Regions from separate parts of the Sus scrofa genome. Here region 2 is linked to region 1. A link is a contact called in public Hi-C data. All regions are on one chromosome and are shown on one strand. Each heading gives the region's core, a stretch centred on a gene start, on an enhancer-like site or on the middle of the called end of the contact. The rest is flanking DNA. Distances are from core to core; before and after follow the strand shown. Region 1 holds the start of SOD1 (superoxide dismutase 1). Region 2 holds the start of URB1 (nucleolar pre-ribosomal-associated protein 1).

What was found. Hi-C and Micro-C count contacts between places; a contact is called where the count stands out from the background.
Region 2: a contact with region 1 is called in a Hi-C map of liver, with 4 times the contacts expected there. The contact joins the promoter of URB1 here to the promoter of SOD1 in region 1. A contact is called at or near these places in 1 of 5 promoter capture datasets (liver) and 1 of 47 Hi-C or Micro-C datasets (liver).

Annotation. Positions count from the first base shown.
Region 1 is chr13:195,323,778-195,328,318 of Sscrofa11.1, reverse strand. It overlaps SOD1 (superoxide dismutase 1), which reads right to left and starts at 1,746. Exons shown (of 7, transcript NM_001190422.1): 1 at 1,599-1,746. The coding sequence starts at 1,670.
Region 2 is chr13:196,044,859-196,049,411 of Sscrofa11.1, reverse strand. It overlaps URB1 (nucleolar pre-ribosomal-associated protein 1), which reads left to right and starts at 1,530. Exons shown (of 41, transcript XM_021069844.1): 1 at 1,530-1,812. The coding sequence starts at 1,671.

The DNA.
Region 1 (4,541 bases), core at 497-2,996:
TGGAAACTTTAAAAACAGCAATCCTTGGAGCTCCTGCTGTGGCACAAAGGGATCCGAAGCAGCACCTAGTCACGGGTACCATCCTGCCACAGAAGGGGTTAAAGGATCCAGCGTTGCTGCAGCATAGGTTGCAACAGCAGTTGGGATCTGATCCCTGGTCTGGGAACTCCACATGCTGGCAGAGAGGCCAAAAATGAACAAATAAAACAGCAACCCTCAACACCCATCAGGTTCTCATTCAAATGATCCAGAAGTGGGCCCTGGTATCTGTATTTAAAAAAAAAAAAAAAAAAAACCCTGAAGCATTCTCTGGTGGCCTGGCAGGTTAAGGATCCTGCCTTGTCACTGCTGTGACTAGGGTTGCTGCTGTGGCACAGATTTGAGGCCTGGCTCAGGAACTTCTGCATGCCCCGGCTGCAGCAAAATAAAATTTAAATTTAAATTTAAAAAAATTTTTAATTAAAATACAAGGAGTTCCTCTTGTGGTGCAGCAGAAGCGTATCTGACTAGGAACCATGAGGTTGCGGGTTCCATCCCCGGCCTTGCTCAGTGGGTTAAGGATCCGGTGTTGCTGTGAGCTGCTGTGGTATAGGTCGCAGACTCGGCTCGGATCTGGTGTTCCTGTGGCTGTGGCAAAGGCCGGCAGCTATAGCTCTGATTGCACCCCTAGCCTGGGAACCTCCATATACCGCGGCCTTAGAAAGACAAAAGACCAATAAATAAATACAAAAAGCTCCCTTAATGAGTCTACTGTGCACCCAGGGTTAAAAACCGTCCCTCTGGAAAACCTGTTAGATCTCTGGCTTCTGGAGCTTTGCAGGGCCATCTTCTTTGCCCTCAGAACCTGACCATGACCTAGAATAAGTCAGCAAACTTTTCTGTAAGGGTCTCTGTCGCATACTCTTGTTTTCATGCCCTTTGAACATGAACATATAAAAATACAAACTCCTAAGAAAATAAACATAAAAACCACTCAGCTCAAGGGCTGTACAAACACCGCCCCATGAAAGAACAGGTCCGCGGGCCGTAGTCCGCAGACCCCTGAACCAGAGAGCTCAAGCTGAAAGGAAGCCCCAAAGGGATAACGGATGCTCGAATACCCGGACTGCCCGGCCGCACCCGCCACCCCCGGATCTCAAGGGCGGGTCGGGCCTCATACTGCGCAACTCAGGAGTCCGCAGAGCCTCAGGCCCCAGAAAATGACCCCGCCAGCAATGGCCACGGCCTCCTCCAGCACGTGAGGGCTCGGGCCAGGCCTGCGGATGCCGAGGAGGCCCCGGGGCAGCCGGCCTTCCTCCCTCACTTTCTCCTCTTCCCCCGGGGCCCGCGGTTGTTGGCACCCACCGGGCGACCCGCCCAGGCCTCACCACGCACCGCCACCGCCGGGCTGGCCCAATGACTCAGCATTCCGCGGACGCGCGCGGGTAGCGGCCCGGGGGCGCAGCACCGTCGCGGGGCAGAGAGGCGGTGGGGACCCGCCGACCCGCGCGCCGGGGGCGTGGCGAGGGCCGCCCGAGGCCCAGCTCGCCCGCCGCCCGCTGCAGGGCACAGGTGCGGCGGCACGGCCTCGCCGCCGCTCTCCCCGCGCCTGCCCTTGCCTTCAGCTCGAAGTAGATGGTGCCCTGCACCGGGCCGTCGCCCTTCAGCACACACACGGCCTTCGTCGCCATGACTCGCGGGGGCGCGCTCCGGTCCGGGCTGGGAGGGTACCAGAAGCAGCGGGAGAGGCCGCAGTACACGCCGACGCAAACCGAGCCGGCGGCGCCGTGGAACCTTTATAGGCCGGACCGTCTCGCCCCGCCCACCCTTGCCCGGAACCAATCGCCGCTCGCGCGCTCAACCCGCTCCCCACGGGGAACCTCGGGACGCGAGCGGCCGGGAATGGCCGGGGGCGGGGCCAAGGGGCCGCGTGTGCAGCCTTCCTCTCCACGCCGCCGGCTCCCACCGCCCCGCGGCTGTAAAACGCCCAGAAAGCTGGCGCTGTGGAAAAAAACAACATTTCTCCTCAAAAACGGGCAATCCGTGGATTGCAGCACACGAAGTTGGAAAAATGAGGTATACACGGCACGCCTTGAAGACCTGAGGTCCCTTTGTCTGGAAACGTAGTTCGTTCTGACTTTGGTCGTGACGTTGTCGCATTTGTTATTTAGAAGTTGGCACAATGGAGCTGGGTGCTTTTGATAGTTTTCGTTTTTTATGTGTCTAGTGTTTGTCATTTCTGAGAGTGTGTAAAGTCGAAACATCCCAATCCCTGGCCTCAGCTTTTCTTCCCTGCAGTTTTCTTAGTCCATGACCTGTGAAGTTACTTCTTTGGTTATCAGATTCGTGTATTCTTTGCGAGCATTTCCTGTTTGGCAAGGCCACAAATCTAAAAATACCAAAATGTCACCTGACTGATCTTCTACGCACCTCTGTGGCCTGTCTCTGCTGGCACAGCCGTCAAGGAGGTTAGAGTAGGTGAATAATTGATGGTTCCTCATAGTCCAGAGGATTGCTTGTCCTTCAAGAAGAGATTTCAAAAATAAGAAATGAGCATACAAACTGCCTTTGTGCCTTTTTATTTAAAAATATAAACATTGGAGTTCCCGTCGTGGCGCAGTGGTTAACGAATCCGACTAGGAACCATGAGGTTGCGGGTTCAGTCCCTGGCCCTGCTCAGTGGGTTAAGGATCCGGCGTTGCCGTGAGCTGTGGTGTAGGTTGCAGACGCGGCTCGGATCCCGCGTTGCTGTGGCTCAGGCGTAGGCTGGTGGCTACCGATTGACCCCTAGCCTGGGAACCTCCATATGCCGCGGGAGCGGCTCAAGAAAAGGCAAAAAGACAAAGAAAAAAAAATATATATATATATATAAACATAGTTATCTGGGTGCTCAGAAATCTCTAGAAAAATGTACCAGAGACTGTGGGTGGGTACCTTTGGAGAGTGCAAATTAGACTTTTGCTAATGTTCTCAAAAACGTTACAGTGTAAACTTACATTTACAGTGAACGTGCATTTGTCTGCAACAGTTTGGCTTAAAATGGGGATCTCACCCCCCCCCCCGCCCCCACGTGAGTACGTTTGTTGGGGAAATTGTTTGATAAACCCCGAGGGTTGGGGAGGAGCCATTAAGGGGAGAAGAATCTTCTCCCTCCAGGGATGCCTGAGTAGTAAAGATGAGTTGAGCTGAAGTGAGGTTAACTTAACCTGGAAGCATGCTTTAGACTCACCCGAAGCCTCGTTAAACCGCAGGTCGTGTTTCTAACTCAGTGGGTTTGGGGTGGGAACCTGGAATTTACAGTCCTATCTTGGTCCCTGGTACCACTGATAATGGCACCTTGAGAAACTCTGACTCAAGAGTCTTTCATGCCCAGTGAAGTATGCAAATTGAGAGCAAGAGCTGGATCCTGACTCAAAAGAGATGGGAGTTCCTGTTGTGTCGCCGCAGAAACAAATCCCACTAGTAACTATGAGGTTGCAGGTTCGGTCCCTGGCCTTGCTCAGTGGGTTAAGGATCCAGCGTTGCCGTGATCTGTGGTGTAGGTCACAGACACGGCTCGGATCCCGCGTTGCTGTGGCTGTGGTGTAGGCTGGCAGCTACAGCTCCAATTAGACCCCTAGCCTGGGAACCTCCATATGCCGCAGGAGCAGCCCTGAAAAGACAAAAGACAAAAAAAAAAAAAAAAGAAGAAGGAAAGCATCCTGAAAAAAAATGTGAAGGAGTTCCCACTGTTGGTGCAGTGGGTTGAGAATCCAACTGTGGGGAGTTCCCATTGTGGCTCAGCATGTTAAGAACCTGACTAGTATCCATGACGCTGCGGGTTCAATCCCTGGCCTTGTTCAGTGGGTTAAGAATCCGGTGTTGCCACAGACTGTGGCGTAGGTCCCAAGTGCTACTTGGATCAGGTGTGGCTGTGGCTGTGGCGTAGTCTGGCAGCTGTAGGTCCCATTGGACCCCAAGAACTTCCATATGCTGCTGGTACAGCCCTAAAAAGACCAAAAAAAAAAAAAAAAAAAAAAAAGAATCTGACTGCAGTGGCTTAGGTCCCAGCGGGGACAAAGGTTCCCCTACCTGGTGCAGTGGGTTAAAGGATCCGGCCTTGCCACTGCAACCCAGATTCAATCCCTATCCCAGGAACTTCCATATGAGGCCATAAAAAAGTAAAAAAGAAACCTGGATTTGTGAGACCAAGACAGGGGCCAGGAAGGGACACACCTAAGGGAGAAGAGCCCTGACTTCTGGGGACTCCTGTTCCATTTGTTTTGTGGAGTTAAAAATCCTCTCCATCCCCCTCCAGCTCCAAGGTAGTCCACGTTTCTCTCCAATGCTGGGTAAGGAGGATTTAGTTGTGAGGGTGGTAAAACCCTAGGTCCTAATTCAAGGCCAGAGTGAAAAAAGGCAGAACCTGCTTCAGCCACTTCTTGGCTGTGCATTACTTATTTAATGATACCCTTGGAGGAGTTCCCGTTGTGGCTCAGTGGTTAACGAATCTAACTAGGAACCGTGAGGTTGCAGGTTCGATCCCTGGCCTTGATCAGTGGGTTAAGGATCCAGCATTGCTG
Region 2 (4,553 bases), core at 281-2,780, 720 kb before region 1:
AAAATAAAATAAAATAAAATTGGAGCTAGGATACACTGGGTGAGTGGTCCACCGCTTACAAACTGGATAGTACCAGCAAGTTCTCCCACTTTCTCTAAGTCTTTCTAAAGAGAGATGATAATTTGCTCAAGGTCACGTAGGCAGAAACTGAATAGTTTTTGACTATTTCCTGCTTCTCTCTGCTGTCTCTTTGGTCAGGTCCACTGTGGTTGAAAACAAAGTTGGTGGTTGGCAATTAACCATAGAAAAGAACCCCGTGAAGATGACCGGTCAGAATTAAGTCTGTCTTTACTAACAAGAGTATCCTCCTTGACAGCCTAAATTTTGAGCATATCCCTGCCTTTTAATACCTCTGCATCAGTTCAGATCTGCTCAGGCTACTCCCTCTGACCTGCCTACAAGGTAGGCATTTCCACAGGCACAATAGTCTTGCCAGGTCAGGAGCACAGGGTCAACAGCACAGGCTTTTTCTATTAGAGACTCTGAAACCCTAACAGGTCACAAAAAGCCACTGTTCTCAGATGCTCACAACAGATCTGCTTACAGACCACGGGGCAGTACTTTCTCATACTAGAGGACAAGCTGACAGATAATTCCAGGAATCACCAAATGACTTATCTAATGACCTGCTTCATGATTTGTTTGCGCACATAACCAAGTATGGATGAAGTTGTATTAAAAAATGCACTAGCCTGTTTCCACTTATTTATACCTCCGTTTTATTTCAGAACAAGTCAATAACATCTTACAAAAACACAGTAGTTTTTTTTTTTCTCCCGTCAAAGCAGTTTTTCATGCATTGCATCACTTTCTCCGCTGAGAACAGCTGGCTTTACTGTCTCCATTTTAATGACAGGGGCTTAGATGTGGAGGCTGCTGCGCTGTCCGCGTAGGGTTTTCACAGACGTTACTTCATTTGATCCCCTCCTCCCACCCTACATGACCAGAAAGGCGCAAGTCCACCCATCAGTTTGGGGAAGTGGAGGTCGTCTGGGGCGACATCGCACCAGACAAGCCAGTCTGGTTCCGGATGTGAGATAAGCTAGGGGTCAGGGTTAGGGGCATCCGCACGACCTTCGACCTGGTCCCAGAGCAAGGATCTCCCCACAAAAGCCCACCTGGCACTTAGCCCGGGGCAGCCACCCTCCTGGCCAACTCGCTGGGCCTCGAACAGGCAAAGCACCGAATCCCGCTGCATGTCAGTCAAGAGGCACCATTAGGGCGCCCACAGGTCAAGAACCGAGCTGACGGTGCTGCTGCCAGCGGTCTGGCTCGTGCCCCCCAGGAGTGGAGGATCTGGGGATTCTTCCTCCCAAGAACCCTCGAGAAAGCCGCCGATAGACGCCCCCGCCCCCCCGCGCCGAGGCCAAGCGCGGGTGTGGTGGAGCGTCGGCTCGGCCCGGGGCAGCGAGCTAGGGAGCTAGAATCGCACAGCCAAGAGGGAACCGCTACCGGGTTTCCGCCGGACCGCCCTTCCCACAGGCCCCGCCCCGCCCTTCCCACAGGCCCCGCCCCTTCCGCCGGCCTCCCTCCCGAGGCTCCGCCTCTTCCGACAGCCCCCCGCCCCTTCAGCCCACGTGTGGGCCACAGGTGCCTGTCGGGTCTCCCCCGGTGTCCTCTTGTCAGGTCCCGGGGTGTGTGGGTCCCGGCGCGTCCCCGCCCTCTCGGCCATGGGGGTCCCCAAAAGGAAGGCTGCGGGCGGCCGGGAAGGTGGAGCTACCCCTGCGGGCGCAGCCAAGCGAGCCCGCACCGAAGAGCTCACGGGCGTGCGCTTCAAGACTCAGCTGAGAGACGCGCAGGGTGCGGGGCCGGGTGAGTGCGGGACCCGGGGCGGGGAGCCGATGCGTTCGGGGCGGCCTACCCGCCTCGGTGTGTGTGTGGATGCAGCCTCTTCTTCCTGCAGCGAGGGTCAGAGCTCAGCCTCCCGATTCGCAGTCGGGAAACCGAGGCCCGGGTGCTTGGGAGTCCAGGGCCCAGACTTGCTTGAATGTGACAGTTCCTGCGATCCCACACCTCCCTTGCCCGGACAGTGTCCCTCAGCAAGCTCTAAAACCTTTACTGCAATTGTCAGGAAAGTGGATGTGTAGTACTTATTCACAAAACGGATTATTTATCGAGTCCCGACTGTGAGTTTGCTACTGCCATGGCTGTCAGCTCTGTTTTCCGTAGCTTTGATCCTCCAACACTCACACCGACCAGAAAACCTGTCATAAGCTCCCACATGAAGCTACTGCAGGACTTGACAGTTGAGCAAGATTAGACTAGTGACAGATATGGTTCCCGTTGTCGTGGTGCAGCGGAAACGAATCCGACTAGGAGCCATGAGGACAGAGGTTCGATCCCTGGCCTCACTCAGTGGGTTAAGGATCTGGGCCTTACCGTGAGCTGTGGTGTAGGTTGCAGACGTGGCTTGGGTCCTGGGAACTTCCATATGCCGCTGGTGTGGCCCTAAAAAGCAAAAAGAGACTAGTGACAGATAAGGAGCAGATTCAATAATTGCACTTTTTGAAAAGTGTGACCTAACTTCCCAATTCCTTGTACTCCATTAGAAAGTATTTAGGTTATGAGGACAAAACGCAATGGAAGACACTAGCATGTGCGAAACACTGGTACTGTGTCAGAAGAAAGCAGTGACTGTTTCAAGTGAAAGTTAAGTTAATGTCCAGAGTATCCTCAATTTCCAGTTTGTCTTGCACAGATTGTGTTTTTAAACGTTGGATGCCAGCATATGCTAGCCAGAGCTGGGAAGATGATAGTGGCTTTAGCAAAGAAGTTTGCGTTTCATTCATTCCTTTGTTCATTACTTGCAAGGGGCTGGTATTTGTCAGAGTAGAGGTAAAATGGTGAGTAAGAATCTGCCATGGGGAAGCCTATGAATAGTCAAGTGGGAAGGCAGATGGGAATCCTTAAAGTCCCATACCAATCATTTCAGCACAAAGCGCTCTAAAAGGACAGGGATAGAAACTTTCCTGGTGGAAGAAAGAGCATGTGGAGTTCCCGCTGTGGCTCAGCAGTTAAGGAACCCAACTAGTATCCAAGGGGAGGCAGGTTCAATCCCTGGCCTTGCTCAGTGGGTTCAGGATCCAGTGTTGCTGTGAGCTGTGGTGTGGTGTAGGTCACAGACATAGCTCCTATCTGGCATGGCTGTGGCTGTGGCCGTGGCTGGCAGCTGCATCTCCAGTGAGACCCCTAGTCTGGGAACTTCCATATGCCTCAGGACAAACCAAAAAAAAAAGCGTGTTGAATTGTTCGACATTGTATCCTTAGAGATAGCAGTGGTTTTGCTCACAGAGCTCTTTACTTTCAGGCACTGCTTTTGAACAGATTTCAGAAGCCAGGGTCGGTGAGTGGTGGGTACGGTGAGGGAGTTGGGAGATGTGGCAGGACTGAAACTGGGAGTGCACGTGTGAATCCCTGGTGTGAGGCTCTGTTGGATTTGTGTTCGAATCCAGTCTCTATCTTGGATTCTCCCTCCCTTTGGATATGTTCTCATAACTTGCTGTGGTAGGATCACCTCACTGGACGATCAGGGCAGTGGATCGGACAAATGTTAGGGATTTTTCTTTTCATTCAGGTGTTAGGGAAGGTTTTTTTCTTTTTTTTTTTTTTTTTTTTTTTTTTCCCCAGCCATATTGTGATATTATTGACATACAGCATATGTAAGCTTAAGTGTACGGTGTGCTGGTTCGAGAAATATAGGTAGTAGGACATGACCGCAATGAGGTTAGTTAACACTTCTACCCCTCCCAGTAGAATTACTTTTTTTGTGGTGATAGCATTTAAGATCTACTCTCTATAACTTTTAAGTATATGATACAATATCATTAACTAGTCACAATACTGTACATTGGATTCCCTGGAACTTATAGCTATAAGTTTATACTCTTTGGCCACCACGTCCCTGTTTCCCTCAGCCCCCGGCAACCTCCATTCTCCTGTTTCTATGAGTTTGTTTTTTTTAATTTTTTAATTTTTTTAAATTAAAAAAAAAAAACTTTTTTGGTTACACCTGCGGCACATGGAGGTTCCCAGGCTAGGGGTTGAATCGGAGCTGCAGCTGAGCCCTGCCCCACAACTTACCACCATGCTCAGCTCACTGAGCGAGGCCAGGGTTTGAACCCACATCCTCATGGAGACCACGTCGTGTCCTTAAGCCACAGTGGAAACTCCAGGTTTCCGCCTAGCAGTGAGAATATACAGTATTCATCTTCCCCTGTCTGCCTTATTTCAGTCAGCGCACTCAGAGTCCATCTGCGCTGTCACAAAAGGCAAGCCTTCTTTTTTGAAGGCTGAGTAATATTCCATTGTATATATTTCTGTGTATAGATATGCCACCTTTTCTTTATTCATTCTCTGATTATACCCCCTTCAGGGGGGGCGGTAGGGTTAGATTGATAAAGACCCAGAGAGGGGCTCGGGACTGGACCAGCCTCAGGGTCAGAGAGGATCCCTGGGTCAGGAAGGGTTCTGCTCTAAACCAGTGCCTTGTTGCTCATGACTTACCGGTGATGGAGAAAAGGCCGGGTTTTAACCTTGATCTTCCTATCTCTACC